3 separate regions of the Mus musculus genome follow, and all the other regions are linked to region 1. A link is a contact called in public HiChIP or PLAC-seq data. All regions are on one chromosome and are shown on one strand. Each heading gives the region's core, a stretch centred on a gene start, on an enhancer-like site or on the middle of the called end of the contact. The rest is flanking DNA. Distances are from core to core; before and after follow the strand shown.

Evidence for each region. HiChIP or PLAC-seq counts read pairs in DNA pulled down with a chosen protein or histone mark.
Region 2: an HNF4G HiChIP or PLAC-seq map of pancreatic cancer cells shows a contact between it and region 1. The contact joins the promoter of Slc22a4 here to the promoter of 4933405E24Rik in region 1. A contact is called at or near these places in 3 of 115 datasets of contacts at active chromatin or transcription factors (bone marrow-derived macrophages, pancreatic cancer cells and stem cell-derived neural progenitor cells) and 2 of 9 other capture datasets (adipose tissue and liver).
Region 3: a contact with region 1 is called in an HNF4G HiChIP or PLAC-seq map of pancreatic cancer cells. The contact joins the enhancer-like site here to the promoter of 4933405E24Rik in region 1. A contact is called at or near these places in 1 of 15 datasets of contacts at CTCF or cohesin (the NIH/3T3 cell line), 3 of 484 Hi-C or Micro-C datasets (muscle stem cells, nephron progenitors and reprogramming fibroblasts), 4 of 115 datasets of contacts at active chromatin or transcription factors (CD8 T cells, bone marrow-derived macrophages, fibro-adipogenic progenitors and 1 more) and 1 of 9 other capture datasets (adipose tissue).

What each region holds. Positions count from the first base shown.
Region 1 is chr11:54,211,930-54,214,679 of GRCm38.p6, forward strand. It overlaps 4933405E24Rik (RIKEN cDNA 4933405E24 gene), which reads right to left and starts at 1,359. Exons shown (of 3, transcript NR_045506.1): 1 at 901-1,359. All of the region lies in intron 3 of Gm12223 (a long non-coding RNA gene), which reads left to right.
Region 2 is chr11:54,026,699-54,029,448 of GRCm38.p6, forward strand. It overlaps Slc22a4 (solute carrier family 22 (organic cation transporter), member 4), which reads right to left and starts at 1,406. Exons shown (of 10, transcript NM_019687.4): 1 at 886-1,406. The coding sequence starts at 1,278.
Region 3 is chr11:54,079,133-54,081,882 of GRCm38.p6, forward strand. No RefSeq gene overlaps it. Among named protein-coding and RNA genes, the nearest start is that of Pdlim4, 11 kb to the left of the region's middle. Within about 2 kb of position 1,434, at least 33 of the 459 cell types and tissues checked have an H3K27ac peak or open chromatin away from gene starts, as enhancers often do. A contact at or near this core is called in nephron progenitors and pancreatic cancer cells, where this site is marked.

The sequences.
Region 1 (2,750 bases), core at 109-2,608:
CCTGCTCCCCACACCCCACCACTTCACTGCCTCCTGCCGGGGAATCAGAGAGCCTGGCTATATATAGGCTTTTGCTGTGAACCTTCTCCACTCCTCAAAATGGAAAAGAAGAGGTTCTCTCCTCTGCCATGTATGCTCTGAATCTCTTCAGAGACTCCACCATGCTGCCTGTCTCTGATGCTGTGGCCTAAATACTCCTTGGACCTCCCCCCATGCTGTTGACCCTCTTTCTGTCTGTCCATGGCATCATTATCTCTTCTAATAGACTCCTTATTCCCCAGTAGCCCATCTCAGTTCCCTCGAATCACTCAACCCTACCTAAAACCCAACAGCGGTATGCAGTGTTTTCCGGATGAGTAGTCTCTGTTGCCAGTATCATTTTAAAAATCTATCCACTACTGTAGGAAATGACACTAGAAGATTTTCCATAGTCAAATTTCACTGAACTCTAGGTATACAACCAGTTGACCATAATCTCTTGATCTCTTCACTCAGCTTAGTGATACTTTATTCCTGTTGAGTTCTATCACAGTCAACCAGAACTGTACCCTGCCCCTAGACTGGCTTGCATATACATTCTCCGTGTACCCACAGAATCCCATCTCTCCCTATGAGATGTACTTACAATTTGGTATTATAATTACCTATCTTGGGGGCTTGGAGATGTAGCTCAGTTGGTAAGAGTGCTTGATTAGCATGCACAAAGCCCCAGGTTCAATCTCCCCAACCATATAAACTGGGTATGGTGACACACACCTCTGTAATCCCAGCACTTTAGAGATGGAGGCAGGAAGATCAGAAGTTCGAAGTTGTCTGAAGCTACATAGTGAGTTTGAGGCCAGCCTGAACTACTGGAGAGCCTATTAAACAACAACAACAACAACAAACCCTTATACTTACTTGTCTTCAGTGGAACATATGATTATAGAGGGACACGGTTATGTTTTCATTGGCTTCTCGGTGACTAGTTAGGGCTTAACTTAAAGGAGGCATGTGGAAATAGTCTCTTCTGTAAAAGGATGCTGACCACCCCCAGGATCTCAGCTCTTTTGAAGACCCTCATTTAGCTTTGTTGAGCCAGACAAGAGCCATTCCAGTGCTGATAATCCCCCTTGCTTCATTAACTTCACAGTCATCCCAACAGCCTGTGAGGAACTCTGGACTCTCCCTGATCCCCCATATCCTCGGATGAAAGTTCTCCATTAGTTCTAGCCAGGCATACCCAAATGTGGAGGCCTGAGAATACCTAGTTCCCCAAGCTGAGGCCTTGTGAATGTTCAATTGGATTTTTCTTCCCAGTAACCTGAAATATTTAGGAAATGCCTAAGCCATGCTCGTGAGAGTATGCATGGTCACCTGGCAACCCAGTTACCTGGAGGCTGGGTCTCTTTACCATAGAGTGCTGAGGGGCATAATGGGCATAGTTCTGTCATCATTATAGGAAGACTCCCATTTGATGCCAGGCCTCTATCACGCTAAAGATGATTTCACCGAGGCCAGCCATTGTACTTGCAAGATGAAGCCACCAAGGCCACCCAGTTGGATCATTCCTATGGAAGCAGGCAGGTACCTGGCATCCCAGCAGCCCCACTGTAGAGGCACTGCTGAGGGATACACTGCCTTGTGTGTCCAGGTAGGGAGCTGGTAGGTACTCAGTGCTAACATCATCCAGTCTTCCATCTCTGTTTTTTTTCCCTCATAGGCATCTACTGAGAAACTTCTGTACAGTGGAAGTCTGTACGGTGAGTTCTAAGGGTCCTAGAACAGCAGCAAACATAATCAAACAATCAGGTGCATGCCCAATTTCCCTCATAGTTCGCATGACACTGACTGAAGCTCACCAGGTTTGTGACACATATCAGCTTCCCTTGCGTGGCTAGGCTGCTCATCTGTCACAGCTGCTGGCACCTGCAGTCCAGACCTGAAGCCTGCAAGGTTTCTGGAGAGCTTTGAGATTCAAATGGCTGCCTCCACGTTAGCTCCTTACATGCAGAGGTGGCCTCTGACTTGCTTTATGTCTCTAGCCCATGTCCCACCTGGCTTCCCCTACCCAGGAAACATTTGGCAGTGGCTGACCAAACGCTAAGCACAGAGCTAACCTTGTTTCTTTGGAGCCTGTTAGAACCTTTAAGAGAAGTCAGGACAGAACTATAGGCACAGAAACAGGCCAGACACCTGCCTTCCTTTCTTCATGCATCCTGTGTTTAGAAGAGCCACAGCAGATGAGTTTGGTGCCACACGTCTTTAATCCCTGAACTTGGGAGGCAGAGGCAGGGCAGGTGTCTGTGAGTTCGAGGCCAGCCTGGTCTACATAGTGAGTTCCAGGACGAACAGGGACTATAGAGAGACCCTGTCTCACAAATAAAAGACAAGAACCATGGTAGAGGTGTGCTGAGACCATCCCTGTGGGAGTTCTTCTGGAGAAGTGGAGAAGGCTCTGCTCCGTGCCCATCAGTATGTGAGTCTGGCTGTGCCCACATGCGTGCTGTGCACGTACATGTTTGTACCCTTGTTGCCGCAGCAGTAGCCTACATGGACCTTGCATAACAGTCCTTATGCTGTGAGGGAGAGGGGCTCCCAATTTCCATGTCTCCTTTGAATCATTACAGTTTTTGGTGTGCAGCACTAATACATCACGGGCCCCCACCCCCTTTTAGCAGGCAGAGCGGTGACTGAAGCATTGGGCCTGTGGTTTCTGTAACAGGAAGTGATTTAGATGCCGAAAGCTAATTTTAGATGGGTTGATATGG
Region 2 (2,750 bases), core at 156-2,655, 190 kb before region 1:
TCTGTAGTGCTGAGGGAAAGAGATAAGAAATTGAGGCTGTTGTTCCCAGAGATCTCATTGGGAGGAACCTAGTTGGTTTTTTGTTTAACCAGCCTAGGGAAAAAAAAAGACAGACCAGAAGCAGCAATGGTGGGAAGGCAGATTTTCTACCAGCTTGACCAACAGCAGGTAATCAGTTCTGGGTGATGCTCTTGCCAGAAACAGTGCTTGTCTTATCTGTTATGACCTGGTCCTCAGCAAATACGCAGCAGGAAACTAAGAGGGAGTAGTAGGTCCACATTCAGACTCTGGTGACTTGGGGAACCTATTCCCTGATCACTTAGAGGTAAGGCAGTGGGCTCAGCTGGAGCCTTGATCACCAGCTTACACTTCCCTCAGAAGTACGGGTCTTTCCTTGAGTGTCCAAAGGCCAGGTTCTAGTTTTGACTCCTTACATCCAACCAGTGTCAAGGAAGGGGCTGCTGCCTCTTTTTCGAGAAAGTGGGGGCCTCGACATAGAGGCCCTTCTGTCTCAAGACCCTTCCTTGTGTCCATCAACAGACCACTGTAGCCATTCTCTGTAGCAAGGAAATAGCTATGACTATAAATCAAGACAGTCTGGTTTGGCCTGCCCAGGGAAGCACCAGGGCTCTTGGGAAACTCTGTTGTGAAACTCAGAAAGGAAAAGGCAGTTGATGACAACACTCTCTTTTTTTCATCCCCTCCATGCCACACAGAAATTCATCAGCTCTGAGTGTGCGCTGAGAATACACTCACAACCCCACTCTGTGCCTGGAAGTTTTGAGACAGTAGGTGACACTGACCCAGGCACTGTCAGGGGCTGTTGGGGGCACGGATGCAACGGAGTCTCCATTCCCAATGTCCAGCTCCAGCACTACCACCTACCTCTGTCACGATGGTGGACAGGAAGATGTCCTTGTCGTACTCCCAGCCATCCAGGCAGCTCTCCTGCTCCAGCTGCTCCAGATCCACGTCCTGTCCTGGCTCCAGCCCCATCGCAGAGAAGTTGGCGATGGTGGCCAGTCGGTAGCGGCGGCAGCTCTGAGGCACCTGTCGTCCGTCCTTCGTCTCCAAGGGGATGCTGTGGTTGCGCCAGGAGCTGCTCAGGTTCACAGTGTCAGGAACCAGGCAACGGTGCTCGGGGGTCCCCGCCAGGAACACGACTGACATACCATTGAAGCCATTGGGGATGATGCTGGCGCTGAGCAGAAAGAAGATGAGGCGCTGGAAGGGCCCCCACTCGCCCAGGAAGGCGATCACCTCGTCGTAGTCCCGCATGTTTCCACCTCTCCTCCTCAGCTTGCGTGAGGGAGGTGGGTGGAGAGAAAGGATTCAGCGATTGCGGCGCGCTGAGGGGATCTTCCTAGGTGGCTGCGTGCAAACACGCCGTGGGTGCTGCAAAACTCCCAGGGGTTGGCGCGGAGCGCCGGGAAGCCGAGTCCTCTGGACCACACCCCCGTGCGGCTAGGCAGCGAAAGGCCACTGCACTCCACCGATCTGGGCGGAGCTCTCGGGCCGGCTCAGCCTCCTGCTCCGTTCCTTGCACCCAGCGGCCTTCCACGCAGGCCTCCCGCCCGGAATCGGCCGGACAACGCGCGTGCAGCTAGGAGCTCCGGCTTTCTCGGCCCCACGTGGGAGGGAGAGCGACAGGGAGGAGCGTCCCGAAAGCCAGGCCTAGCCCGGAGCAGGAGTTCGTTGCTCCACAATCCCAGCCTGGATTATGAGCAGGCGGACCGGTCAGTTAATCAAGTCTGCGCTCCCAAGAGACCTGTGTGGGGGACAGGAGCGCCACCTCTTCACACACACCAGCGTGGGAACTCACTTATGAACCTTAGCATGGCCGTAGTCCATCACGGGACGGCGGCGGCCCGAGAAGCGTCCTTGGAAAAGCAGGATCCTCACCTTGCAAAGAGGCGACTGTGGACCTGGAGCCAGAAAAGGATGTGCGAGGTCATGCTGAGTCAGAGGCGCGCCCTGGATTAGAAGGGCTGGATCACGGGCCCCTGAGTCGTTCTAGTGTCCTTTCGAAAGATTCCCTGTGGCCTTTATAGAGACACCAGAGGGAAGTCGGCCCACTGAGGGAGCATAGAGGAGTCACCACGCCTGGGCTCGGTGTTTGTCCTTTTGCACTCTCGGGGCACCCGGAGTCCTTTATTGCGGCACGGTGCCAAAGCCTTCTTGGACTGAAAGGCTATTTGCAGAAAGGCCCATTCTAGTCTAGGAACAGAGGGAGGAAGGGACAGAGAGAGGACAAACTGGTGAGATTTGGCCCTCAGAACTGGCAGGGTAACCAAAAGCGGGATTGCCTTTTTTCTCTCTCTGCTCAGTATTCACATCTAAGGTCCTGGGCACAGTGTACAAGCTAGCCCAAGCTAGAGCTGGGCTCCCCTAGCCTGGGATCCACAGGCCTGGAGAGACTGTAAGGCTGAGTAGCCCAACACTTTGCACAAACCGGGTTGTCTCATCAGACTCTGGCAAGGAACTGAAGGAGACTTCTGCTTTTTTCTTTGTTTTTGTTAGTTTCCCCCATGAGTCCTACTGTTAGGCTGACTTCCCACCAGTAACTTACATTTCTTTTCCTGTCATTTAAGCCGCATCTCCTAGTATGCCAGGACACTAGCTTTTTACTTTTGTTCGTTTGAGACAGGGTCTTCGGATGTAGCCCTGGCTGTCCTGGAACTTGCTATGTAGACCTGGCTGGTCTTGACTCACAGAGCTAGCTCTGCCTGTCTCTGCCTCCCAAGTGCTGG
Region 3 (2,750 bases), core at 184-2,683, 130 kb before region 1:
ATCTATGCTCCCGCAAGCAACCATAGTAAAATCACTAGGTTACCCAGAGTAAAGACACTAGTTGGCAAGAAAGAAGGCGGTCAGTAGGAGTGGGAAGGGGATAGGAGACATGTGCAGGGATGAATACAATCAAAGTACATCTATATGTGTATGAAATTGTCAAAAAGTAATTTGCTGTTGTTTATACAGCAACAGAACAAGGGTTGTAATCTTATAATTTTCCACAGTGTAGAATGAGCCTCACATGGATTCATTGTGTGTGTGTGTGCATGTGTGTGTGTGTGTGTGTGTGTGTGTGTGTGTGTGTGTGAGAGAGAGAGAGAGAGAGAGAGAGAGAGAGAGAGAGAGAGAGAGAGTATAAAATATTCACCCTTTTAGGTTACCTTTCTTGATGCTGCAGCAAAATACCTGACAGGAACAATTTGGGAAAGGAAGGCATGGTGGCTGGGGTGGCTCTGTTGTTGGTTGGAGTGAGTGGCCTGAGCTGTTCACCTCTGACAGATCAGGAAACAGAGAGCCCCACTAAGAATCAGAAATGGGCATCATGTTTAAAGCTTGCCCCCCCCCACCAGTGACCCACTTCTGCTAGCTAGGCCACAGTTCCAAAGGTTCCACAGCCCCTCAGAGCAGAGTCACCATCTGGAAGACAAGTACCTAAACATTTGAATGCGAGGACCTTCCCAAATACACGGTTATTTAAATCATAACTTTATGTTTACATTATTACAGTACGGACAGGTTTCTAAACAGTTCGGATACTTACATTCAACGAGAAGTTAATAAACGGGGTATGATGACTCCCACCTGTGATCCCAGCACTCAAGAGGGGGAGGCAGAGGATTTCTGTGAGTTGAAGGCCAGTCTGGGTTACAGAGTAAGATCCTGCCTCAAAATACAAAACAAACAAATAAGCAAACCAACCAAAAAACTGGCCACCATCAAACCCCAAAACCCGGAGCTCATAGGAAGCATAGGTAGACATGTTTAGTCTTGGGGTGGGAATCCTTTTTATTATCACAATGCTCTGCTTTCTTGTTATAGATAGGTTAAAGGGTCAGAAGGATACACTGGTGACTTACTGACTTGTTATTTCTGGTTTTCTTTAAGATTTCTTTATTTTGTTATTTTATATGTGTGGGTGTTTTTCCTGCATGTATGTCTGTGCACCAGGGGTATTCCTGGTGTTTGTGGAGGCACAAATGGTTGTGAGCCACTGTATAGGCGCTGGGACTTGAACCTGGGTCCTCTGGAAGAGCACTGAGCACTCTTAACTACTGAGAAGATTTCTAATTCTGGAGCTGGTGTTTGAGGGCTGGTATTTTTATTGTGTTTGTAACTTAAAACTTGTGACAAAGGCGTGTTAGTGGAGGGAGGGATTATGTTGACTCACAGCTGGAAGGTACAGCGATCAAGGAGCAGGAGGTGTGGTGGCAGGAAGGGAGGCAGCCAGCCCTCTGCACCGCAGCCAGTCTGCACCTGCAGCCAGCCGGGAAGCAGAGAGACAGGTCAGTCCAGGGCCTCAGCTCGTTTGCTCCCTTTTCTTTATTCAGGAGCCCCAGTCCATGAGACAGTGACCCTCCCACACCTCAGTTGACCTACTCTAGACCATCTTTCACAGACATGGGGATTCGGAATCCCGGCAAGCTGACAAGATTAACTATCAGACCTGTCTTCTAGTTATGTTCTTTGTACTAGCAGCCTGTGTTCCTGTCTTTAGGACTGAGTTTCCATCAGATACCATTTCCCTCTGCCCTTGAGAACCTTCTCCAACACTTCTAGTGCCACAAAATCTACTGCTGGTTGTTCTATTTTCAGTAGCAAATCTCTCTCTCTCTCTCTCTCTCTCTCTCTCTCTGTCTGTGTGTGTGTGTGTGTGTGTGTGTGTGTGTGTGTGTGTGTGTGTATGTGTGTGTGTGTGTGTGTGTGCATGTATATGTGTATTACTGTGTGCAGTTCATGTGCATGTGTATGGGTGCACAGAGGCCGGAGTAGGACATTGGGTACTCTGATCTATCACTCTCCATCTTATTCATTTGAGACAGGGTATTTTACTGAAACCGGAGCTAGGCTATCAGCCACAAGCCCCATGTGAGCCTCCTTTTTCTACCCCCACACCTTTAGTTTACTGGCTTAAACATGTTTTCCTTTTTTTAATTGTATGTATATGGATGTTAAGAGGGCATTGGATTCCTCGGAACTGGAGTTATGGACAGTTGTGATCCTTCATATTGGCATTGTGAGTTGAGTGCGGATTCTCCGAAAGTGCCCTTAACTACTGAATCCCCCAAATCCCTCCACCTTTATTTTAGGAGACAGGGACTCTCACTGTGCCTTGAGCTTCACTAACCAATCAGCTGGCTAGCCACTGAGCTTCACTAACCAGACCTGGGTTGTTGGCCTGCGCTACCATGCTTGGCTTTTTGGTGAGTTCTGGAGATCCAAACTCAGGTCCCCATATTTGTACAGAAGACACTTTCCATGCTAAGCTGTCTCTCCTGTCTCTGTTTCTTTAAGATAGTTCTCTGTCGCCCGCCAGGGCTGGCCTTACACTTCTGATCCTCCAGCTTCAACCCCTTGAGTGCTGAGATGGCAGGTGCAGGTGCACTTCCATGCCTGGCTCTCTGGATCTAATCTTCATCGTCTCCCCTCTTGGCTAGCTATTGCATTTTCTGTTTCTTCACGTGCCTAAGAGCATTTGATCAGAGATAATGGGAACTGTTGGTACATCATTGTTATGAGTCCAGGTATTA